2 separate regions of the Mus musculus genome follow, and region 2 is linked to region 1. A link is a contact called in public HiChIP or PLAC-seq data. All regions are on one chromosome and are shown on one strand. Each heading gives the region's core, a stretch centred on a gene start, on an enhancer-like site or on the middle of the called end of the contact. The rest is flanking DNA. Distances are from core to core; before and after follow the strand shown. Region 1 overlaps Ankrd11 (ankyrin repeat domain 11). Region 2 overlaps Fanca (Fanconi anemia, complementation group A).

Region 1 (5,929 bases), core at 2,129-4,628:
TCTGCTTGTTTGTGCCTCCTAAGCACTGGGATTAAAGGCAGGCACACACCACGGCCTGCTTAAGCACTCATACAGTTCTGTGTTGAACTCTAATGTGTTCTAGATAAAGAGGTTGGTGTGCTCCTCTCCCCCCATCTGGTTTTGTTTGCATGGAGGCATCAATGTCACTTTCAGAGGATCACCATGGCCACCTGCTGCTAGCACACTCCTCAGCTGAACAAAGCACTGGGCCTTCGTACGCTATTTTAGCCAAACTACACGCTGTGCTTAGTTACCTAGGCAAGGAGCTGCGAGGTTTGTTTTTTGGTTTTTTTGTTTTTTTTGTTTTTTTTTTTTGTTTTTTGGTTTTTGTTTTTCGAGACAGGGTTTTTCTCTGTGTAGCCCTGGCTGTACTGGAACTCACTTTGTAGACCAGGCTGGCCTAGAACTCAGAAATCCACCTGCCTCTGCCTCCCGAGTGCTGGGACTAAAGGCATGTGCCACCACGCTGCGAGTTTTATGTATGTTTTTAAAATGTGAAACTTTTTTAGTGACACACATGCAACTTCCATTTCACTTTTTTTTTTAACTTAGGTTATTACCCCCTAAGAGAGAGACCCTCATTTCTCTTACCTACAGACATGCCACCTCACCATATCTCAGGCCTCGGATGGAATAGAATGCACAGGCAGCGGGGCTATCTATCACCAGGAGCAGCCAGTGGGCCCATGTTCTGAATCAGAACAAAGCTGCAACTTTCCCAGTCTTGGTGGGCAGGGGGGTTGTGGTTGTTCGGGGCCTTAACCCTTGGACAGTATGATTTGCACCTTTAACTCTGCCAGCACTCTATGCGAGTTATGTTGTGGAGTTTGATTCTGACTTGTAGGGAGAGTTCAGTGCTCCTCATCAACAGTGCCGTCCTCGTGGTGGGAGGCTAAGGCAGAGAGCAACCCTAGCTAAAGGAGGAGCAGTCACAGTCAAGCCTTTTAGTCCTAGAAGCATATATGTCCTAGAACAGGAGGGGCTGTTGATCGCCCCAGTAAAATGTTTGCTTTCTTTGGCACATGAAGCCAAAGTCGTGACTTGAGGATTTAACCCGGAAACAATAACTGAAAGCATTGCTCTCTCTCTCTTGTAGGATAAAGATAAAGTTTCTCTAACCAAGACTCCCAAGCTGGACCGCAGTGATGGCGGGAAGGAGGTGAGAGAACGAGCCACCAAGCGGAAGCTGCCCTTCACCGTGGGGGCCAATGGAGAGCAGAAGGACTCGGACACAGGTACCAGACTGGGTTTAACACTGTATCCCTGGAGGAGTCTTGCCATAGCTATTGCACCAGTCTGTACAGTGCAGCCCAGAGTAATAACAGTAAGGGCAAGAGACAGCAGGCCTCTAGGTGATGGCTCCCCACAGCTCCCAAGGCACATGGATTTGTGGCAGAACCCAGGGAGAACCTGAAATCGAGGCAGCTGGTGTAGTCTTCCTAAGAATGGATAGGTCTAAGAATGCAGAACAGGAGCATATACGGGTTGGGGTTAGCACCTTTCATTGTGTACGTTCCCAGTCGGATTCTGTCTTGCTCAAGGAGAACCCTGGGGTCTGCTACTGGCTTGCATATCCTTCTGAATTTGATGATGCAGGCAGGACTCCACTCTACTGGTCTTTTCTCCTCCCCCCTTTTTTAAGGCCTCTGGGGCAGTAGAACACAAATGGCAGAGGAAGCCTGGGGTGAAGCATTGGGTTTCATGTCTGTCATCTCCTAGCACTGAGGACGTTGAGATGAGGCTGCTGATGTCTCGGGGTGGGAGGTTTATAAAGGCTTGCATGGATGTCGCACCCTCTGTCACAGATACTTGTAAGGAAAAGCAGAAGTATGTGGGTACTTATGGTAGACATGTGGATAGCAGGCTTCCCTACACCTCTGTTCTGCCGTAGTGCTGGAGTGGAGGGATGACAGCCCCGTGAGCTCATCAGGACATAACCAGAAGACCACATCAAACCTGAATGTCTGTGTGTGTCTGTGCGCGCGCGTGTGTTTTAACATTGTTTGTAGGGATTCATAAGGCAAGTGGCGGTCCTTGCATTGCTCAGGAGAGTGCTCTGACTCCTGTTGTGGTTGTGGAGGGAAGTCTGTCCATCTGTGGAGGCCTCTGTGAGGCTCTGCACCACTGCACTCTAGATTGTCCTTCAGCCTTCGCTGTTGGTGTGCTGTCAAACTGTTCATGTTCACACCTGACCTGAGGCAGGCACAGGCTCAGCTTTGGCAGGTAGCGTTTTCAGGAAGACTGAACTGTAGACCTAGCTAGAGATGGGTGACTGGCCAGCGCTGTGTCTACTGTCCTATCCGTGGCTGACTTCTTTATAACGTTTGTGAGTCGGGTCTCGCAGCTCCAGTGAAGACTGGATCCACTCCTTTCCTACTCCTTCCTTCGTTGGAAATGGAACCCGAAGCCTATGTGCAAACTCGCTACTGTTGGTGTTGTTTAAGACGTCCAGCCTTAGGCATCTCTATACTTGGAGATGGGGTTTGTCAGTTTTCTCAGGCTGGTTTCCACCTCTGGATCCTTTTGCATTCATCTCCTAAGTACTGGAAGTATTGGTTTGTCTTCATCCATTGGGTTCTGCGCGCGCTCGCGCACACACAAACACACACACACTTTATAATCTTTCTCTTCTATACATTGGTGAGCTGGATGCCTCAGGAAGTACTGGGTATTATTCTCCTACCCAGAGATGCAGTGCTGGCTTACAAACGGGGTATGATGGAGTGGATGGCATCTTGTCTGCAGGGGCTTCTGCAGTGGCACCCACCACCTCATTCAGGATGGAGAATACTCAGAATGGGTGCGCAAAGAATTGTGGGATTGATATTTTCCCCCTGTGTAATAAAGAGGTTTATTTTGGCTCAGAGTTCTGGAAGCTGGAAAAGTGCTGATATTTTTAACTCGATGAAATAGTGACCAAGATAGGATCTCTCTGGTCATCTTGATAGGGTTGTCAGACCTCCCTGGAGGTGTGTGACTCAGTCATACTAAGGCACCTCCTAGTTTTGAAAGGTTTTTACAGACAAATGCTTGCAGTGCCCTAGGCCAATAGCTTATCCTTTCCTGACCAGTGTTCCTCCAGCGCCCTCTGCTGATAATGTACAGTTTAGCACTCATCCTTGATGACAAATGCGGTCTACCCCAGTAACACAAGGGGTACCCTCCCACCCTCATTCCAGTCAGGGTTCCTAGTAGCAAATAGTGAGCGTCCTTTACTGTGCCCTCAAGTGGCAAGAAGCTGGCTGGCCTTAAATGACCAAACCGTACAAACTTTTCCTGTTTCCCAGACCCTGCTGCCAATGGCCCAGCCCACTGGAGGTGCGGCTTCCCCAGTGCTTAGTCAGGACTGAGGGCATCCTGCCAAGAACAGTACAGTTTTGTCTGTTGTGAGTCAGCCTGATGAAAAAGCTTGCCCTCCCAAGGCTGTCTATCAGTGTTGTGATGCTTATGCCGCAGCTAGATGCTGTAGGTGTTCAGATAGACCTCAAGATGGAACATGCCTGCGATCATGATGCCCAGGAGCTGTGGACAGGAGCATGTCCTGACCCCCTGTGACACTGGCGAGACTGGGACATAACAGACCTGGTTGTCTGAGCCGGTACCCTCATCTCAGACTGTAAGACCATCTCCACTCCCTCAGGGCCTCTTCCAGACCAGGTCTTTGGTGTTGACCACATACATCACCTGGTGAGGAAAGGCTCTTCCTCCCACTCTCGGTCTGGTCTCTGTAGAGTTCCCGAGGCCTGGTGTGACATCACAACCTTTTGATCCTGGAGCATGGGAAGCAAGTAGATTCTATGACCTGCAGGCCACCTAGGGCTACTTTAAAAAAAAAAAAAAAAAAAAAACCTTCGTTATGGAATTACGTGATTTGCTTAAAATTTGGTCTCTGTTGAAAATTTTTCCACTAATTTAAAAATCTATAAATTACCCTACCTACCTTTCTAGGGCTCACACAGAATCCACCTGCCCCATTGCGTATGAAGTCAAAACTGGCTTCCCAGTACAGTGCTTCCTTGGAAGAAGGGAGAGAATTAACTTTTTCCACCGCTGTGCCTTTGAGCCTCTTTTCGGGTCTGTACAGCGTTCGGTCGACTCATGAGTCTTAGACACCCACTGAAGCGTTCATTCCTCGGGGCTTGATCCCTCAGTTCTTCTGTGGGAGAGGAAAAACTGAGGGATTCTCTTGCCATTGGCTATATGGAACTCGGAATGCTTGGTGTAAGAGGCTGTGTGTGTGTACATGTGCACACACGCTAATGAGGCTTTTCTGTCCTCTTGCTCACTAGATGGTGTAACTCTGGGCTGCATATTGGCAGATGCTAGACCATGGCAAGTGAGAAAGCAGAGTGCATCTGTCTGCCAGGTCACTGACTCACAGGCTAGGGCTTGGCAGGGAAAGGGCGTGGCGTGGAGAACCTGCTGATTGCCCTAATAACCACAGTGTGACTGCTTGTGAACAACCAGAGCCAAATAAAATGCTTCATGGACTTGGTGGTTGGTCTGGTATATTTCTCAGCCATTTGCCCTTTCCATTTTTTTCTTCACAGAGAAGACTGTGGACTAGCAAAGAAAGTAATTTCAGTTTCAAATTGTGTATTTTCCATAATTCAGAGGCAGATGGTCTGGTGGGCAAACCAGAACAAAGTAATATATCTACTTGATACGAAGGCTCAGGACTGTTATTTAGCATTTATAGCAATGAGACATCAAAATTAGCCAATGTGAAAGGTGTTTGGGGTTAGAGCACAGCAGAGATCCTTAAGGAAGACAAGAGGAGGAGTGACAGACATGTGAGTATAGGAGCCAGGTAGTGTGCTCCCAGCTCCACACTGAGGGCCGTGAGCCCTTGCCTGTGCTACTTCTGCCTCATCTGTTAGGATCTTAGTATTAGGAGGGGCTTCTGCTCCCAGCTGCTGGTATCCAGGTCTCAGTGCATGCCTGGATTTGTATTTCTGTATTTTTCAATCTTTAGCATGCATTTAGCATAGTAAGGGGCAGCTTGTAGATCGTGCTGCCTGCCTGTTGTCTGGGTCGAGACGCTCACATCACTTGTGTTCTTCTGGACTCATGCGGTGCAGTGAGAACCAGTGTTCCCCTCAGTTAGAAATTGGGAAACGACCTGCAGAGGTCATAGAAGCCAAGTTATTGTTTTCTTGAGTCTGGCCTCACTGCCACGCTACAGGTGACTAGTCCATTTCTCAGAAGGAGGAACAAGGTCTAGAAGGCCACCGCGCATAGCTAAGAGGGTCACGCATCTCAGCACAGGCTTTCTTAATTATGGCTGCCCTAAAAATGAAACAAAAAGATACCACTAAGTCAGGAGTGCGGTTTGCAGTCACCACTGTTACTCAATGAGGTTGTGCTGCGTGTTGGGCTGCTGAGAACACTCTGTTGAACCCTCTACCTGCTGTGTTAGGATTGGGACTTGGTGACCAGAAATACTGTAGCTAAGTTACTCTAGATTCCACGACTTGCTCAGATATTTGATGGGGAGGTTGTTTTGGGATCTGTTACGGTGTTCACTGAACTTGTTCCTGGTAGGAATGATGGCAAACTGCTCTGGAGAGTTTCACTGGCACCTGCAAGGAATTTACTGCTGTTTAAAATACCACCATGAATCAAGACCACACCTGCTTCTGGATTCTGAAGGCCCATACTTGTAAAAAGTGGTCTTGTTGAAAAAACCTAGAATTAAAAGCCAAGAATAAGCCCACACTGCGACGTGGACACAAGTGCATTGTCTCAGTCAGGTGACAGGCCCTGGAGTCAGGCCTCAGACACTGCACAGTGCCTGTCTTTAGGACCCATTGTCTATAAAAGAAGGCAGTCGCTATTGAAAGACTCCAGGATTGCTGGTAGATTCTAAAACAATTCAGAAGGCAGAAACCTGTTCCTCCTCTAGTAG
Region 2 (5,929 bases), core at 1,456-3,955, 370 kb before region 1:
TCGGCCTTCCACCATTGCAGACATGACTTCCATCAATGGGCAATCTATGAGCGCTACTTGCCAGCTCCGACGGCTTTGGGCGGCTGTGGTGGAGACCTGGAAGAGGCGTGCACAGTCCTTGTCAGCGAGATCATGGACTTCCACCAAAGGTCAGCCACACAGTCCTCAAACCTCCTGCTCTCTGCTAGTGACAGCACGGGTCAGCACAACTCAAAGAAACTCAGTGTCGTCTTCTGTGTGGAATTCCTCAGTCATTGAAACTCACACCATGGCTTCTTCATGGTGATCATTCATGTCCGTGCAATAGCACTGTAGGAAGTTACTTGTCCAGGGTCTCACTCTGTAGCCGACTCATCTAGAATTCAATCTTTCAGTCTCAGCCTCCTGAGGGTTACAGCAAAGTGAAACTGGTCAGTCCCCTCTTCCCCTTCGTCTCTTGAGCAACTCTGGAGGAGGCGTATATTGCATGTGCCTGTGACTGCTGCGCAGACCCCCAGCCCTTAGCAGTCTACCTCTTGCCGGCAGAGCTGCCTGCTCTGGGCATTTCATAGAAACAGAATCGCATGTGGGATGTGTTCCTGGCTTAAGCACTGGGCAGATATTTTCAGGGTCCATCCATGCAGTAGTATTTCATCCCTTTATGGATATGTGATGCTACCGAGCTGCTGGGAGCTTAGGCCACCCGGGTCCTCTCTTGAAGGAAGCTGAAGGGGAAGAGCAGTGGTGGGAGCAAGACTTGGCCTTGCAAGAGATTAGGGTTGCCTTCTATGATGACATTTCCGTCACACTGAAGCAGAAGCTGCAGGCCTCTGGGCGAATCAACACCTGTTGCTTAACAGCAGGAGACTAAGTAACTGGTAGGGCGGCTACAGCAGGGGACTACATAACTGGTATGGCTTCTCTCTCTCTTGCCCAATAGCCTTGTGCCTCTGCCTCTTGCTTGCCAGGCTGGAGGGAGGTTTGGAGCAATAAACTTGTATTGAACCAAGCAAGAGACGAGTCAAGATCACAGAAGGAAACAGTTTTACACAAGCAAATGTACATAAACACATACACACATTCATATACACATTCATGCACACACGTTCATATACCTACATACACTCCTGTTGGGTCCAACCAACTACTTATCTCATATCTACATACTTAGATACACACATCCATACTTACATATGCAGATGGAGCAAAAGCCCAGCTGCCAGCACAGAAAGAACTCAGTCATTCTGGGTGAAAAATGAGCTCCAACCTTTACTGCACAGAGAAAGGAGAAGCTTCTACCTTTTTATTGCGAAATGAATTAAACCCGAGTCTGTAAGAAGAAAGCGCTGTCCTCTTTAGTAAGACAGCCTGCCTTGTTACGCAAAGCCCTGCTCCTCCATCTCATGGTGAGGAGAAGCCTGCTGCTCTCTCTGTAGCTTCTTCTTTGTCTTTCTCTCTGCATTCTGCATACTGTTCTCTTCCTCTTCCTTCCAATTCTGTCCTCTCCTTTTGCCACCTAATGACATTTCTAGGGTTTTTTTGTACCTTTTTAGGAGAATAGATCACATGGTAATTTACCACAAGTTTAAACAAATTCAAATCATAAATTGCATAAGATGTTTACAACAGAGATGTTTGTATGTGTTTCCATTGAAGCCAGTTATCTAACTGGACATTCATTTTCTCTCACTAGCTCCACAGGTTCATTGAAAATTAGTGTAAGTTAACGGTGAGGTTTTATATCAGAGAGTTCTAGTTGTAGCCCTAACTATAAAAGGCTTAATAATTACTAGTTTAATTTTAGGAATTCTTATAGAATCATCACTAGGAATTAATAAATCACCTATTTGTTTGTATAGCATCACTATAAAACAGTCCATCTTCGCTGGTCTGCATAAAATCTGCCCAGCAGGGTGGGCTAATGCAGAAGGATTATTATATTAATAAGGACAGGAAAGGCATATCAGCTGCAGGAATCAAACCCTGAGATTTGTCCCTCAGGTCTTGCATACAGGGCCATAGTTCACAATCCATGATGAATCCGTCTCAGGAAGACCGCCTGCTAGCCATAGCCTTTCCGAGATGGCTCCCGACACTAAACAGTATACATCATCTTTATAATCATCTTTATCATCCCATGTCCATCAGTAGGCATTTGGTTACTTCTGCTGTTTTATTTTTATTTTGTCTAAAGACATAGTCTCACTGTGTAGCTTTGTCTAGCCTAGAACTTGATATGTCGATTAGGCTGACCTTGAACTCCCAGAAATCCTCCTGCCTGCACATCTTCTTTTCAGTGTGACTGTAAATAGAAGGACTGGCTTTTTTAAAAATTATTCATGGATAACGTATAGAAATACAGCTGAGGTTTGTTTATTGACGTAGCAAACTCAGTTCCTTTCTGCAGCTTCTTTCTGAGTGAGTTGCTCAGGCTTTATTGCCTGTGAAGTCATGTCCCTCGTTGGTGACACCCTGCAGCTTTGTGCCATTGTCAAGGGTATGATTAGTTAGCAGATGGTAAACCTCGGACGAGAAAGCACACTTGGTTGTGGTAAATTTTTCTTCCCTTAAAAACAAAGGTAGGTGTGTGTGTGTGTGTGTGTGTGTGTGTGTGTGTGTGTGTGTGTGTGTGTCTATGCTCAAACACAAATGCAGAAGCCAGGAGAGGGTGTCGGTCGGCCACTTGGAGTGGACACACATTCTTAACCACTGAGCTGTCCCTCAGACACTCCCCTTTCTTTAGATAAGCTTTTGCAGTTTAGCCATGGCTGGCCTGGAACTTGCTGTGTTGGCCAAGTTGGCATCAAACTTGCAGTCATCCTCCTGTCTCTGCCTCTTGAGTGCAGAAGGTGCATGCATGTGTCCTGCCATTCTTTCCTTTGTTGGTAGTCGGTAGTTTCGTGCTGTCAGTTACCCGCAGACGCTCCGCTGTGGAGATGGGGGGAGGGAGGGGCACCACAGCCAGCTCTGCTGACGGCACCGCAGCAGCACTGAGCAGGCTCCTGTTTCCTTCTCAGTTCGAGGAGTTACAATCACTCAGAGGACTCAGACCTGGTTCTTGGTGGCCGCACAGGAAACAAGGATATTCTTTCCAGGCTACAGGTGAGTGAGAGGACAGAGCTCCATGTGTTTGCTGCAGCAAACCTGCCCTCTGCTAAGGTATTTATGACGTTTGCATAACGGTGCCCGACTCAGCAGAACTGGGTGAGAGCCTGCATTGTCCACACCGTGGCAGAGGCCTAGAGCAACCGCATCCTTTGAGTTTACCCCACAGGTGAGCATCACAAGGCCCAGACACTGTGGCTGTGATGCCAAAGCTGTCTCCCAGCTTTGCGACATCCGAACTGACAGCAAAAGGGCTGTGCAGTCTTCTGCTTCTTCTGCTTCCTCCACTGCAGGCTCTGAGAAGTGACCTCAACAAGGTAGCCTCCGTAGAGGAAAGCTGGGCTGCAGGCTCTGAGAAGTGACCTCAACAAGGTAGCCTCCGTAGAGGAAAGCTGGGCTGCAGGCTCTGAGAAGTGACCTCAACAAGGTAGCCTCCGTAGAGGAAAGCTGGGCTGCAGGCTCTGAGAAGTGACCTCAACAAGGTAGCCTCCGTAGAGGAAAGCTGGGCTGCAGGCTCTGAGAAGTGACCTCAACAAGGTAGCCTCCGTAGAGGAAAGCTGGGCTGCAGGCTCTGAGAAGTGACCTCAACAAGGTAGCCTCCGTAGAGGAAAGCTGGGCTGCAGGCTCTGAGAAGTGACCTCAACAAGGTAGCCTCCGTAGAGGAAAGCTGGGCTGCAGGCTCTGAGAAGTGACCTCAACAAGGTAGCCTCCGTAGAGGAAAGCTGGGCTGCAGGCTCTGAGAAGTGACCTCAACAAGGTAGCCTCCGTAGAGGAAAGCTGGGCTGCAGGCTCTGAGAAGTGACCTCAACAAGGTAGCCTCCGTAGAGGAAAGCTGGGCTGCAGGCTCTGAGAAGTGACCTTAACAAGGTAGCCTACGTAGAGGAAAGAGCACATGGAGCCCTCAGGCCCCTGGGGAACCCAGAATGAGCGGGAAAATGCAGCGGAGCCGTGCTGAGGTTCCAGTGTGTCTCTAAGGAGCCTGATTCCAAACCTCCATCCGTGCCTGATGCCCTTGGGAGGAGCAGGCATGCCAGTCCTCCGATGCTGTGGCACAGTAACTGAGAACTGAGCTAAAGGAGCAAAGGCCACTTGTCCTCATGGCTGTGGTCCTGCGGTTGAGTCGAGGGAGGGTGTGACACGTATAGCAGCCAAGAAACAGGGAAGGAGCGACTGTGGACAAGGTAGATTCTCCAGAGCCCGTCCCTAGTGAGGATTCTCTAGCCAGCCCGACCTCTTACGTGTTCTCCCCGTTCCCGGTAGTCCATTCAGGGAGGTCCCCAGCCCCGGATGTGGTCAGGGCCTCACAAGCCTCTCATCCTGAACACGGGTGCTTAGCAACAAGCTTTCCCCACCTGGCGTTTAAGGGACACCTCAGATCCAAGCCAGAGTAGTACATGTCACTTTATTAGACACAATCATGTCTGTGGGTTCCATTTCTCAAGGGTCTGAATTCAGAAACGGGAGTGATAACTGGGTAGTAAGAACCGAGGATCCCGTAGGATGTGCCCAAATGAGAGCATCCTCCAGGATAAGAGAAACTGAGCTCCTGGCTTCAGCTCAACCTGTCTTCCCATCCATCTTTCCTAGATGTCAGATTAGCCTGAGAGGGATCTAGCCTGCATGTGGTCCTTAGGGTCACACATCAAGCTGTGGTTGCTGGGTGTATCATTTCTGTGGAGTAGACAGGACACGCCTCCACTGTAAATGGTATTTTTGCATGTTATTTAATAACTCCCAGCTCTTACTATGACCTGGCCAGCTGCCCAAAAATCGAGAAAGATTTCTTTGGAGGTTTTTAAAATCAGCTTTAGCACAATGCCTAGGGGAACTACCCCTAATCCATTCCTCTCTACGCCTGCCTGTCTCCTCCCAGCTGAGCTCAAGTACTTGCTGTCTGACTCTGCTCAGTCCGTCCTAGGGGGCATCTCCTTCAGCCATGTCTGAATCTACTCAGTCCGTCCCGGGGGCATCTCCCTCGGCCATGTCTGAGTCTACTCAGTCCGTCCCGGGGGCATCTCCCTCGGCCATGTCTGAGTCTACTCAGTCCGTCCCGGGGGCATTTCCCTCGGCCACCTTTTCTGGTCTATCCCATCTAGTGGAGACCTCCAGTTCTCTCTGGCTCCTTTTCTCCTCTCCCCTCCTCCTTCCTCCTCTTTCTCCCCTCGTGGTCTCTATCTGGGACCCTCCAGCCTGGTAATCAAAGCCCCGCCTACCTCTATTCTCCCCAGTAATTGGCTATAGCCACTTTTATTTAACCAATAGCTTTAAATCAGGAGCAAGGTTTACACAACAAAGGCCTGTATATGTGAGAATTTGCTCCATATTTAGAAATGTTCCGAAGTACAAGGGTCTCAGGAACTGTGACAGCAAAATGTTGGCCTGACACTAGACAGAAGTCTATCTAAGCTATGCTAGTAGAGATGGGACCATCGGAGCCTGACACCAGCCTTAAAGAGTGTATACATAGGACCCCCCTTCAGCTCATTCCTGCACGTGTGTACACCTGTCTACACCTAGCACAAAGGGCAGTGCGTGGCCCCAGAGAGACCTGTGGTGGTATGCTGGGTAACCCCTGTGCTCATTTATGTTTACAATTTAAAGATTGCTGTGTTTGGTTCTATGGTTTTGTGTGCTGGGGGTAAGGGTAGGCTGAATCTAGAGTCTGTGCATCCCAGGCAAGTGCTGTAACCCGCGCAGGCCCCTGAATTTGCAGTCCTCTTGCCTTAGTCTCCCAATAGCTGGGCTACTACATCTGGCTAGAGATGGCCTTCACATGTAAAAGCTTGTGTCCTTGTCCCTCCTTACTCCTCATCCCTGTGGAGACAACCTTCTCAAGGTCATCTCT

What was found. HiChIP or PLAC-seq counts read pairs in DNA pulled down with a chosen protein or histone mark.
Region 2: a contact with region 1 is called in an HNF4G HiChIP or PLAC-seq map of pancreatic cancer cells. The contact joins two enhancer-like sites. A contact is called at or near these places in 2 of 484 Hi-C or Micro-C datasets (the HPC-7 cell line and embryonic stem cells), 1 of 115 datasets of contacts at active chromatin or transcription factors (pancreatic cancer cells) and 3 of 9 other capture datasets (adipose tissue, embryonic stem cells and pancreatic islet).

The regions. Positions count from the first base shown.
Region 1 is chr8:122,903,995-122,909,923 of GRCm38.p6, reverse strand. It overlaps Ankrd11 (ankyrin repeat domain 11), which reads left to right. Exons shown (of 13, transcript NM_001081379.2): 4 at 1,118-1,256. Gm39273 (a long non-coding RNA gene) reads right to left here. Exons shown (of 4, transcript XR_003947488.1): 2 at 3,962-5,929; 3 at 1-3,843. Among named protein-coding and RNA genes, the nearest start is that of Gm39272, 27 kb to the left of the region's middle. Within about 2 kb of position 3,378, at least 211 of the 459 cell types and tissues checked have an H3K27ac peak or open chromatin away from gene starts, as enhancers often do. A contact at or near this core is called in pancreatic cancer cells, where this site is marked.
Region 2 is chr8:123,275,412-123,281,340 of GRCm38.p6, reverse strand. Fanca (Fanconi anemia, complementation group A) reads left to right here. Exons shown (of 43, transcript NM_016925.3): 30 at 21-149; 31 at 2,997-3,081. Among named protein-coding and RNA genes, the nearest start is that of Vps9d1, 24 kb to the right of the region's middle. Within about 2 kb of position 2,705, at least 19 of the 459 cell types and tissues checked have an H3K27ac peak or open chromatin away from gene starts, as enhancers often do. A contact at or near this core is called in pancreatic cancer cells, where this site is marked.